Regions from separate parts of the Sus scrofa genome. Here regions 2 and 3 are each linked to region 1. Evidence: chromatin contacts called from public Hi-C and HiChIP or PLAC-seq data. All regions are on one chromosome and are shown on one strand. Each heading gives the region's core, a stretch centred on a gene start, on an enhancer-like site or on the middle of the called end of the contact. The rest is flanking DNA. Distances are from core to core; before and after follow the strand shown.

Region 1 (3,434 bases), core at 397-2,896:
CCGGCCAGCCGTTCGGATCTGGCTCTCAAAAGCCATCCTCTGGTCGCTGGGGAGCCAGCCGGCCAGGGCCCATGCCCTGCTGCCTGCCTGCTCCAGCCTAGCCCGGTCTCCCCGAAAAGCTGACAAAAGCCAGCTGCCCTCCCAGGGGTCGCTCGGCAGGCAGACACCCGGAGGCGTGATGCCTGCCCTGCTCTGGCACGGGCGGGAGGCTGCCAGGGGGGCCCTTGGAAATCTCCTTCCACTCCCACTCCCAGGGGCTCTGCAGCTCTTTCCGGAATGGCTTCCCGATGAGGTAATGCCGCTTGGAGCGAGGGAGGAGGCCACGGGAAACGCTGCTGGCCTGGCCCCAGTTCGCCTGGAAGGTGGCTGCTCGCGGCCTCCGGGCCTGCCCGCCCTGAGCTGCCAAGCAGGGAGAGGACGCCGGGCCCGGGAGCTTGGCAGCTCGCTCTGGGGCACCAGGGGGGACCTCAGGCATCCGCCCATCTCCTGGCCCCGACCGTGTGGCCCCCAGACCCAGCCTTGGCCGCATCCTCACTCTGAGCCTGAATCCCTGGGCCCAGGGCCGGGTGGGAGTGGATGCTGGGCCGCGAGGGAGGCCCCGCAGGGCCGTCGGCTCCGGGAACCGCTCTGCTTGCTCGCTCCGACCTGCCAAGCTGCTTATTCCTGGAACACGAATCTTTTCCGGCCACAGAGCTGAGAGCTCGAGGCCGCCCGCCTTCCTGTGCCGGGGCCAGACGGAAACGCCAGGCTGGCGGCTGCGGAGCACAGGGTGGCTAGGGCTGTCCGCCTGCGACCCCCTCAGGCCGCCTCTGGCTCCCTGCGAGGCCGGGGCCCCCTTCCCTAGAAAGCCTGGCACCTCTCCCTTCCTGGGGGCTCTCATCAGGCTCCCCTGCAGGTGGAACCTGCCCAGGGGGAGCCAGAGAGAGATGGGAACAGAGCAGGGAAGTGGCCCAAGGAGCGACTCACCTCCCTCCCCACGGCCCTGCGCTGCTGGGTGGCAGAGGCCACAGGAGCCAGCAGGACCCAGCAGCCCTGGGACCTCCCAGGGGGCGGAAGGCACTAAGGTGTGAAATTGCCCTGGCACAGCAGCCCCACGAGGCCTCATCGCGTCCTCCCTGGGACCTGGGAGCCAGAGAAGGGTCACGTCCTCAGAGGTTGGGCCCGGTAGGAGGCCACGGGATGCTGGTGGTTGTGCCCAGGGAGCAGGGCAGGCCTTGGCTTCTGCAGGCCCGGCTGGCTCCTGTCTGCTGGCTCCTGGCTGGGCCTCCATTTCCCCATCTGCAGACGGGAGGCGGTGGGGGGTGGGGCTCAGCAGGCCGCCGGGAGCCCCCCAGGCCTGACGGCCCAGGACCAGGACCGCAGCTGTGTGGGGCAAGCCTCTCTCTGGGCCTCGCCTTGAATTTCGGGTTGGAAGAGACCCAGAGACGGCAGGGCAGCGCCCCATGCACAGAGGAAGGCCTGGCAGGCCCGGGTCGTGCGGGAGTTAGCCGCCGGGCCAGGATCCTAGCCCAGACTCCTCTGCTGGCCCCGAGTGACCCAGCTGGGCCTCCTAGGGCTCCCACCCGCTTTCCCTGCACAAAGCACCAGCCCCTGCGCTGGGAGGGCCACCTCCAGCTCCCCGGGTTGGAACTGCTCCCCTCTGCTGCCCTCTGGTGGCTGAAGGGACACATGGCGGCCCAATCCCCAAATCCCTGGCACTGTGGGGCCAGGCACGGACAGACCCAGGGACACCCACAAATGTGGGTACCCACAAGCTGGCACGCCCACAGAGACACATGTGCCCTCACTCGGAGCCCTGCTAAGAGCATCACCTGTGTTATCAACCACCTCGGTTATTTCACTGATTCTTCCTATTTTCCCATGGACCCGGCTTTTTTAAGAGTCCCCTTTGCAGATGGAGACTCTAAGGTTCTGGGAGTCAGTGGGCCCGATGGGTGGGCCCTGTGGCTGGTGATGTTTGCCATCGGACACCTGGAGTGGAAAAGCCCAATCAGCAGCCACGGGGCCTTGAGGCTGGGGGAGGGGGGAGGGGAGGGGAGGCTGGGCTCACTGTTCTATGGGGGTGGGATGCCCTGATAGAGGAAGAGAAGGGCCCGGGTCATGGGAACAGGAAGGTGTGTGTCTGGGACACTCTCCCGGGGCTCCGGGTGCAGGGCCAGGAGTGTGGTGGTGCCACCATCCTGAGGCCTCCAGCCTTGGGGGCCAAGGGGAGACACGTCCCACAACCACACCTGGAGTCCCCAGAGCCATCAGCACCATCTGCTCTGGCTTTTAGCCTTCAGGGCCAGGCTCTGCACTCACTGAGTCCCCACCCAGGGTCAGCTCTCAGCCCAGGGGCTGCACGCCCCTCCCCCAGGCCTGTCCTGGTCACCCAGGGCTTTCGTGGGGGAGGGAGATGCGCTCAGAGAGGTCCAGAAACCTGCCTGAGGCCACATGGTGGCTGTAGCGGTGGGCTCTGTAAGGCCCGCATTTCTTTCTTTCTTTCTTTCTTTCTTTCTTTCTTTCTTTCTTTCTTTCTTTCTTTCTTTCTTTCTTTCTTTCTTTCTTTTTTAAAGCTTTTTAGGGCCGCACCTGCCGCATATGGAGGTTCCCAGGCTAGGGGTTGAATCTGAGCTTCAGCTGCCAGCCTACACCATGGCCGCAGCAATGCAGGATCTGAGCCTCATCTGCGACCTACACTACAGCTCACGGCAATGCCGGATCCTTAACCCACAGAGCAAGGACAGGGATCGAACCTGCAACCTGCAACCTGCAACCTGAGATTGTTTTCACTGCGCCGTGACGGAATGCCTTTCAATTTTTTTCTTTTTTTTAAGGCCCACCTTTCTGAGAGCATCATCAGGATGGGAGCTGGGAGGGCTGATGGGTGAGCAGCTAAGACGGTGCTGGGGGCCCCCTCTCTGCAGGGCCTTGCTCACGGGGGCGCCCCTCTGCCTGATAACGTCTAACATCCTTATTGGGGTCTTCAGCCAGGTTCCAGGCCTGCCCACCCCCGGTCCCCGGGCCCTGCCTGGACCCCGTGACAGTGAGCATGATGCTGGCGCCAGGCTGGGCACAAGACAGGGACCCAGCAGAGCCAGATGGTTTCAGGGTGGGAAGAGCCATCATCCACTGAGCCCAAGAGTCAACTCTGGCCCCTGGGGAAGCTGAGGCCCGGGTCGAGGAAGGGCTCGACCAGGCCCAGTATGGGTGGGACCAGAGTCGGGATCCAGGGGGTTCCCTTCAGGCCCCATGTCTGTGGAACGGAGTCCCAGGGGCACAGTGGGGACAGAGGACAGGTGGCATCTCCCAAGCCCCCACCCCTGCCGCCCCATCTCCCCAAGTTTTGCACAGGAACAGGAAGCGGGAACATGCCCCACTGGGCCCATGTGACTGGGGACTTGGGCTGGTGTGAGGTTTGGCCTGACCCCAGTAGGGGCAGGAAGGGGAGGCGG
Region 2 (3,434 bases), core at 350-2,849, 110 kb before region 1:
CCAGGCCTGATTCCCATGGGGCAGGGTGTGAGGAGTGCCTGACCCTGAGGTCCAGGGATGCCCAGGGTCTCTCTTGAGTGCCCCTGGGCAAGGGGGTGTAGGAAGGGTGGGGACACAGGCCTGGCTTCCTGCAGGTGGGCCTCCCACCCCTAAGAGGCCCTAAGGTCAGCTCCTAGAGGCATGGCCCAGACCTCACCTGCTCGGGGCTCTTAGGGTTAGGCCTGACCCCTGTTTCAGTAGCTGTCCACTCATCAGCCCGGGCAGCTGGGCCTCCTCTTCCACCCCCCATCTCTGCCTGAGTCAATGCCCAGATGCCTTTGGTGTCACTTCCCAGTGTTTCTCGAACCTGCACACTTCAGGGCCCTCCTGAGTTACCCACTACCGTGGTCCAGGCACATCTGCTTTGGCCCGAGCCCAGTGGCCACCACCTCTCAGGTCCCTCCACTTACACAAGGCCCTCTCCTCTCATGGCAGCCAGAGGGACCTTGGGCAAACGCAGAGTGGCTGGGCCATGCTCCAGTCCTGTGGGAAAGCCACTGGTGTGACTTGCCCAGGCCTATCTGGGAAACTGAGTTAAATTAAGTCAAAGAAGTCTCCTTAGGTTTGAACATTAAAGGCTTGTCAGAGCCTTTAATGGGCTCACCACAGCATGACTCCAAAGAGGACACTGTGGGCAGCAGCTCTGGTCAAATTCATCCAGGGGGACCTCTGAGTCCACGTGCATCTCATGGCCTTTTCAGGGAACAGTCACCCCCTCCTCAGCCTGGGTCCTTAGGGTTCCCAGGTACCGGCCGCCAGCCTCACAGGGCCTCACCTGCCAGTTTCCGCATGGCTCTGGGCCACCACACCAGAGTCTGTGCTCCCTCTAATTGCACATTTAGTGGGCATTTATTATTTTTTTTATTATTTGCATTTTTAGGGCTGCACCCACAGCATATGAAATTCCCAGGCTAGGGGTCAAATCGGAGGCGCAGCTGCAGGCCTACACCGCAGCTGCTGGCCTATACTGCAGCCACAGCAATGCTGGATCCCAGCTGCCTCTGTGACCCACACTGCAGGTTGCCACAATGCCGGATCCCAGACCCACTGAGCAAGGTCAGGGATTGAATCCACATCTTCACAGATCCTAGTCGGGTTCCTTACCCCTGAGCCACAAGGGGAACTCCCAGTGGGCACGAGGCATCGGGCTAGGTGCTGGGGACACTGAGGAAAGAGTACACGTCCCTGGAGCTCAGAGCCTGCGGGGGGTAATGGACCACGCCAGGGCAGATAAGGAACACGGGAGTTGGTGGGGCGGGGGGCGCGGGGCCGAAAGACCAAGCAGCCCTGGCAGCCCCAGCGGCCTGGAGCATCAGCCGGGCCTGAGCGTCCTCCCTGGACGCGAAAGGTTTCACAGCACCAGCACCCCTCAGCAACCGCGGCACCCAGATGACAGCATGGATATCGCCCCGGCCGCAAAAATGTTCAAACCTCCCTCCGCCTTCCCGGCCACAGGAGGGACCGACCGCCAATTCCCCCGTGAGTCACGGCCCACGCGGGCTCCAGGCTCCCCCGCTGCGCTCGGAGTTTATTAAGTCGCCCGTCGTAGGCCACGCCCCTCCCCGAGAGCATCCAATCGGAGCACGCGGCCTCCTGAGACCCGCCCAGCCCCGGCGCACCTACTGCCCGACGCGCCGGCGCTCGCTCTGGTTACAAGGACCAAAGAAGCCCTCGTTCCGCCGCGGGGGCGTCGCAGTTTCCTTTGGCTGGAGGGTTAGGACAGCTCAACCGAGGCCCCAGGCAAGGTCATGAACGCGGCGCCTTGGAGCCGCGCTGGCTCCTCATCTCGCCGAGTCTGCCTGCGCGGCCCGCCTGGCCCGTGTTTGTGGGCCTCGGACCCGACATTCCCTGCAAGGGCCAGTCTTCTTGTCCTCGGCCTGGGCAAGGAGTTGGGCTCAGAAAGGGCCAGGGGTTTCCCTGAGGTCACACTGCTGGTGTGTGGCTGAGCCGGGGCCTTCCGCCCGGTGGTCTCCTGTTCCTGGGTTCCTTCTGGGGCACCCTGACCCCTCCCCAGCGTCTCACGGCTGCTGGGGCGAATATCTGTGGGTCAGGGGACCTACTGGATGCTGGCCTCCCTACCCTCAGCCTCCCCCGGGCTGGGGCACATGGGCTCCTGGAGGATGCCTCCCTCTGGGGGTGACCACAGACCACCTGCTGGGCAGCTCCCCCAGTCCCCAGCTCCCACAAGGGCCCCTGCTGAGCCCGGCCGGGAGCCTCAGACCCCCCTGGTGGTGGGCCCTCTGGCTGGCCCCCGGGCATTGGGGGTCCTGGGCCTCCCTCCGGTGACCCCTGCAGACAGGGCCTTCCTTGCTCCTGGCCCTGCCACCCCCCACCTGCCCCCCCACTCTGGGCACATCCCCAGCCGCTGAGAAGGGGTTCCACTCGCTCCTGCCCGGTCCCACCTGCTGAACCCAAGGCTTCTGGTCCAGGAAGAGTCATCCCTTTCCAAGGCCTTGGGTCCAGGCCAGCGGACCGCTCTAGGCAGGGCTTGGCGGCCCACCGCTCCCGGCTGCCACTGCCTCCTGCTGCCACACGGTGTCGCTGTTGGGAAAGGCACAGCCTGATGGCAGGGGCCGCCCAGCTGGCGGTGGTCCAGGCCCCCTTCTGGCTGGCCAGGAAGAGGGGGAACTAGAGGGATGACAGCAGGGCTGGGCCCAGCGCCAGTGAGGCGCCCAGGACACGGAACTGAAGGAGGCGCTCACCCTCTCAGGGCAACAGGGCAGCCGTCACTCTGACAGGTGGGGCCAGGGCCAACAGGGTGGGGTGGGGCACTCTGCCTTCCCGGTGCTTCCTCCATAAAACACCTTACAGAACGTGCTTTATGACTGGGTGGTGTAAAGGTGAATATAATGCAAGCCGGGTTCATTGTTATAGGTACCATATGTTCTGTTGTGTGTGTTATTATATACATTGCTATACATATTGTATATTGTGTGTCACATATATTTAATATTGTATTCTTTTTTCCTTCAGAGTTTGAAAGGACTTTAAAGTGTTTTGTGGGCCCCTAATGGTATGTGGGCCCTGGCTCTGTGCCCACCGTGCTGATAGACAGGCTGGCAGTGCCCTGTGAGGGCCCCCAGAGATGCTGGGCCTTTGCCACCTCAACCTGAGTCCTAGACCTGGGTGACGGTTCCATCACTCGCGCTCATGTGGCCAGTTGGGCCCTGGCTTGGCTCCAGGCTGTAGTGTCTAAATGCTGGACTGGCTCTGCCACCCCTCCTGGGGTCCAAGGTCAGAGGTAGCCCTGGAGGACCTTAAGGCCCACCGTGTCTCAAAGGGCCACCCTGGACACCCAGAAGTCCCTCGAGTCTCTCAGATGGGTCACCTCCTAGGAGGAGCAGGGACACGCAGGCCTTTCTCCTGTAGAATGCAGCTGCCTTGGTGGCCTGCAG
Region 3 (3,434 bases), core at 382-2,881, 78 kb before region 1:
GGCAGCCGCCTGCTGCGCCCCGCTCGCTCCCTCGGCCCGCTTTCCTGGGGCGCGGGAGGGCGGGCCGGGGGGCGCCCCTATTCAACCAAACTTTCATTCCTGCCCAGGACAGAAAACTCAAGACGCTAGCAGCCTACCCTTTGAGCTGCTGTGACAGTGTCCGCAGGGCATGGCAGCTGCTTCTCCCGCCGCCACCATCTATTGCAAAGCCAGGTGGACTCGGGCCGCAGGCCGGTCTGCAGCTGCGGGTGGGGAGGGACTGGGTCCCTCGGCCCGGACGAGGAAGAGGAAGCACCATCGTGGACCCCAGGGCCTTCCAGCAGCAGGTTCCAGGCGACCTTGAGGGACGGTTTCGGCTTCCCTGGAGACGGGCTGGGTGAGGGTCCCTCTGGGACTGGCAGCCTGCTCTGCGCGCGGTGAGGACCCGGGGCGGGTGCAGCCCCCCCGTGTCGTCGCCCATCGCGAATCCAGCCGTGACCCCAACCCTCACCTAATTTCCACACGAACCGGCGGCTCAGGGTTACTCTCCATTGCCCTAGCCACCCGGCAATCTGCTCCCCGCTGCCTTGAAGGCCTGTCGCCCCTAAGGTTCTGCTCCCACCCTAAGCTGGTCAGTGCCCCCAGGACGGCAGTGGCAGTGGCCCAGCAGAGGTATCTGTGACATTTCACGACAAGCACCTGCGAGCTGAGTTCTCTGGGAGGAGCCGAACCACCCAGTTGGCAGGTTGGGCAAAAAGTCCCCAAGTTGTCACCCATCAGCTCCTGCGAACACCGCCCCCCCCCACGAGGTGGGGAAGTTGGCACCTCCTTTGGGGCACCAGGCGGGGTCTGGGGCAGCTGCCCTGAACCAGCCCTGGGCGAGCTCCTCAAAGACAATGGAGCTTTGGTGCCCCCAGGCCTCTGGCAGGCCCGTCGGTCTCCCTGGAGGATGAGCCGCCTGGGTTTTTTTCAAAGCTGGATCTCATTTTCTGCCCACGTTGCTGACCTCCGAAACCTCTTGGGTAGTTTTCCAGAGCCCTCTGGATCCATCAGGGGCACATTTCATGCCTCTGCTCACAGCATTCATGGCCAGGTCACTGGGCACCCAACAGATGCCAAGTGCAGCCTGGCGGGCACAGCTGCACAGGCCTCTGGCCGCCTACGGCCGGGCCAGGCCTTCCCATGCCGTGGGTCCACGGGCTCTGGCTGCCTCTTGGCCTCTCAAATCTGATCTCCGGTCAAATTCCACAGCTCCTTCCTTTAAAAAAAAAAAAAAAAAAAAAAATCGCTCTTTGAAAACAAACAAAAATCCCCGAACGGAGACTCCAGAAGAGCTGGCGTTGCCGCAGCTTCATTTTCTCTCTTTCTCTCGGCCTTCCAAGAAACTGCAGGAACAGTTCAGCCCTCTCGTTTCACCGATGGGTAAACTGAGGCCCAGAGAGGCGAAGGGGCTTCTTCAAGGCTCCCCCCCCCGCCCGTGGTTCTACGGCACAGCCCTGCGCGACGGAGCCCGGGGCCCCTGACTCAGGTCCTGCGTCTGATCCTCAGCAGCTGCTGGTCTTGGGCAAGAAAAGACAGAGCCTGGGCCTGTAGCCTGTTAAGACCAGGACTGGCCAAGGCCCTGGGCGGGACTCTGGGCGCTCACTCCACCGAGGGATGTCAGCCAGGACGGGCAGGCCCAGACCGCTGGGTCCCCTGGCACAGGGCAGGCCAGCGCTGGGGAAATGTGGAAAGAAACCCCTCGGGGGGAGCCCTGAACCTCAGGGCAAGTCTCAAGGAAAGCGGGCTGGCTCTAATGGAAACCAGTCAGCGGGCCAAATGCAGCAGGACCCCCCCTCCCCATGGTTTCCATGGGGACGGAGCCGGGTAGGCGGAGCTCTGGCACGGCTGCGGCAGCAGATGTGGCCTGTGCAGGGCTGGCGTGGGGCGGTGGGAGGGGCCGCGCCTGGCAGCAGGGCCCTGGGACGTGGCAGGCCCAGGGCTGGATTCGGTAACGAGCCTGGGCTGTGGGTGTGCCACCTCCAGGAGGCTCCCTGATTCCGCGGGTACATGCGCTGGGGCTCCAGGCTGCCCTTTGCTTGGCACCCGGCTGGGCCAGCTCCCACCGGCACCACCTCATCCTGGGCCTGGGCCCCCAGGAGGGCCCACGGTTGCTGAGCAAGGTCCCCTGCCCTGTGAGCTGGCACCCCCGCCGATCTGGGCTCTAGCCCTCCAGGAAGGACCCGACACTCCGTAAGGTCTGCTCCACGCCCCTGGCCCCTGGACGATGCTGCCACCCGCTCCTGCACCCCGAGCCGGGCCGCCCAGAGCAGGCCCCTCACCTCTCTCAGGTGTCCTGGGAGAGTCCAGCGGGCTCTGAGCCTCTCTGAACCACAAGGAAGCCTGGGGATCGGGGGGCAGGAGCACCAGGGAGGGGCCCTGCAGAGACGGACCGCAGGGTCTCTCAGCCCTGCCAGTGCCCCCTATTCGCGGGCAGAGAGCAGGTTTCACGAGAGCTTGTACGCGGCACCCAGACACCTCTGCTCTGCCTTCACCCCAGGGAGCCCCCCGACCTGGGACCCAGCCGTGGTGACACCATCTCGCAGCCAACCCACAGACCCGAAGATAAGGTGTGCGTGTCTCCACAGGAGCGAAGTCAGGGTCCCTCTGATGCTGGGGGCTGGGGGGCGTAACGAGCCCTTTGCTGCCAAACCTGAGAAAAACCCGGGGCTCCTGGTCCACACCGCGGGCCCCGATGCGATGGAAGGACTGACTGGCAGGGAGCAGCAAGGAGCATCCTGAGACCGTGCGAGCCGGCCAACGGTCTTGCCCACTTCAGCTTCTGCAACATCGACCCACAGTTTTCCTCCTGGGGTTTGAGTGTTAAGCTCTGCAGCGCTTCTAAGATCACCTGGGCCTAAAACCACGTACGTTTCCCACTCTGGGCCGCAGGCACACGGGGAGGAAGGACCAACCCACGGCTCCCTCCTCCTCGTCGCCTGCTGCCACGCCGCACCCTGTCCACGCCCAGCCAGCACTCTCGGCACAAAGGCCTGGAGCCCTCGCCCAGCGGGGCGCTCGGGGTGTGGTCAGCCCGACCAGCAGGCCCCTGATCCTGGAGTGACAGCAACCAGGCAGAGAGGGGTCCTGGGGGCCCCGGAGGGGAGGGAGGGAGGGAGGCAAATCCTGCTGTCCCTGGGGCGGAGGACCCAGGCCTCAGGACAGGTCCTCCTGGCGACGGGCATCTGGGGAGAGCCCGCTGAGTCAGCATCCGAGAGGATGGCGAGAAACAAGGGCCCCTTGCCCAGCTGTTCCACCCGGCCTGGGGAGAGGGTGGGTCCTGCAGTCCGAGACCCAGCTTGGGGTGCAGGCCCTGTGGCCAGCCGGCTGTGTGACTCTGGCCTCTCTGAGCCTCGGTTTTCTCAGAGAAGAGTTAACACCCACCGTCCACACAGGCAGGGACACGGGCGTCCTGC

What was found. A called contact is a pair of places that touch in the nucleus more often than the background predicts. HiChIP or PLAC-seq counts read pairs in DNA pulled down with a chosen protein or histone mark.
Region 2: a contact with region 1 is called in a Hi-C map of alveolar macrophages, with 4 times the contacts expected there. The contact joins two enhancer-like sites. A contact is called at or near these places in 4 of 5 promoter capture datasets (fetal liver, fetal skeletal muscle and liver), 26 of 47 Hi-C or Micro-C datasets (adipose tissue, alveolar macrophages, blood and 15 more) and 2 of 2 datasets of contacts at active chromatin or transcription factors (alveolar macrophages and skeletal muscle).
Region 3: an H3K27ac HiChIP or PLAC-seq map of skeletal muscle shows a contact between it and region 1. The contact joins two enhancer-like sites. A contact is called at or near these places in 12 of 47 Hi-C or Micro-C datasets (blood, embryonic fibroblasts, fibroblasts and 6 more) and 1 of 2 datasets of contacts at active chromatin or transcription factors (skeletal muscle).

The regions. Positions count from the first base shown.
Region 1 is chr5:3,495,810-3,499,243 of Sscrofa11.1, forward strand. No RefSeq gene overlaps it. Among named protein-coding and RNA genes, the nearest start is that of WNT7B, 24 kb to the right of the region's middle. Within about 2 kb of position 1,647, at least 46 of the 83 cell types and tissues checked have an H3K27ac peak or open chromatin away from gene starts, as enhancers often do. A contact at or near this core is called in adipose tissue, alveolar macrophages, embryonic fibroblasts and 6 more, where this site is marked.
Region 2 is chr5:3,390,447-3,393,880 of Sscrofa11.1, forward strand. No RefSeq gene overlaps it. Among named protein-coding and RNA genes, the nearest start is that of PPARA, 71 kb to the left of the region's middle. Within about 2 kb of position 1,600, at least 49 of the 83 cell types and tissues checked have an H3K27ac peak or open chromatin away from gene starts, as enhancers often do. A contact at or near this core is called in adipose tissue, alveolar macrophages, embryonic fibroblasts and 3 more, where this site is marked.
Region 3 is chr5:3,417,795-3,421,228 of Sscrofa11.1, forward strand. All of the region lies in intron 2 of LOC110260611, which reads right to left. Among named protein-coding and RNA genes, the nearest start is that of PPARA, 98 kb to the left of the region's middle. Within about 2 kb of position 1,632, at least 38 of the 83 cell types and tissues checked have an H3K27ac peak or open chromatin away from gene starts, as enhancers often do. A contact at or near this core is called in embryonic fibroblasts, liver, omental adipose tissue and 1 more, where this site is marked.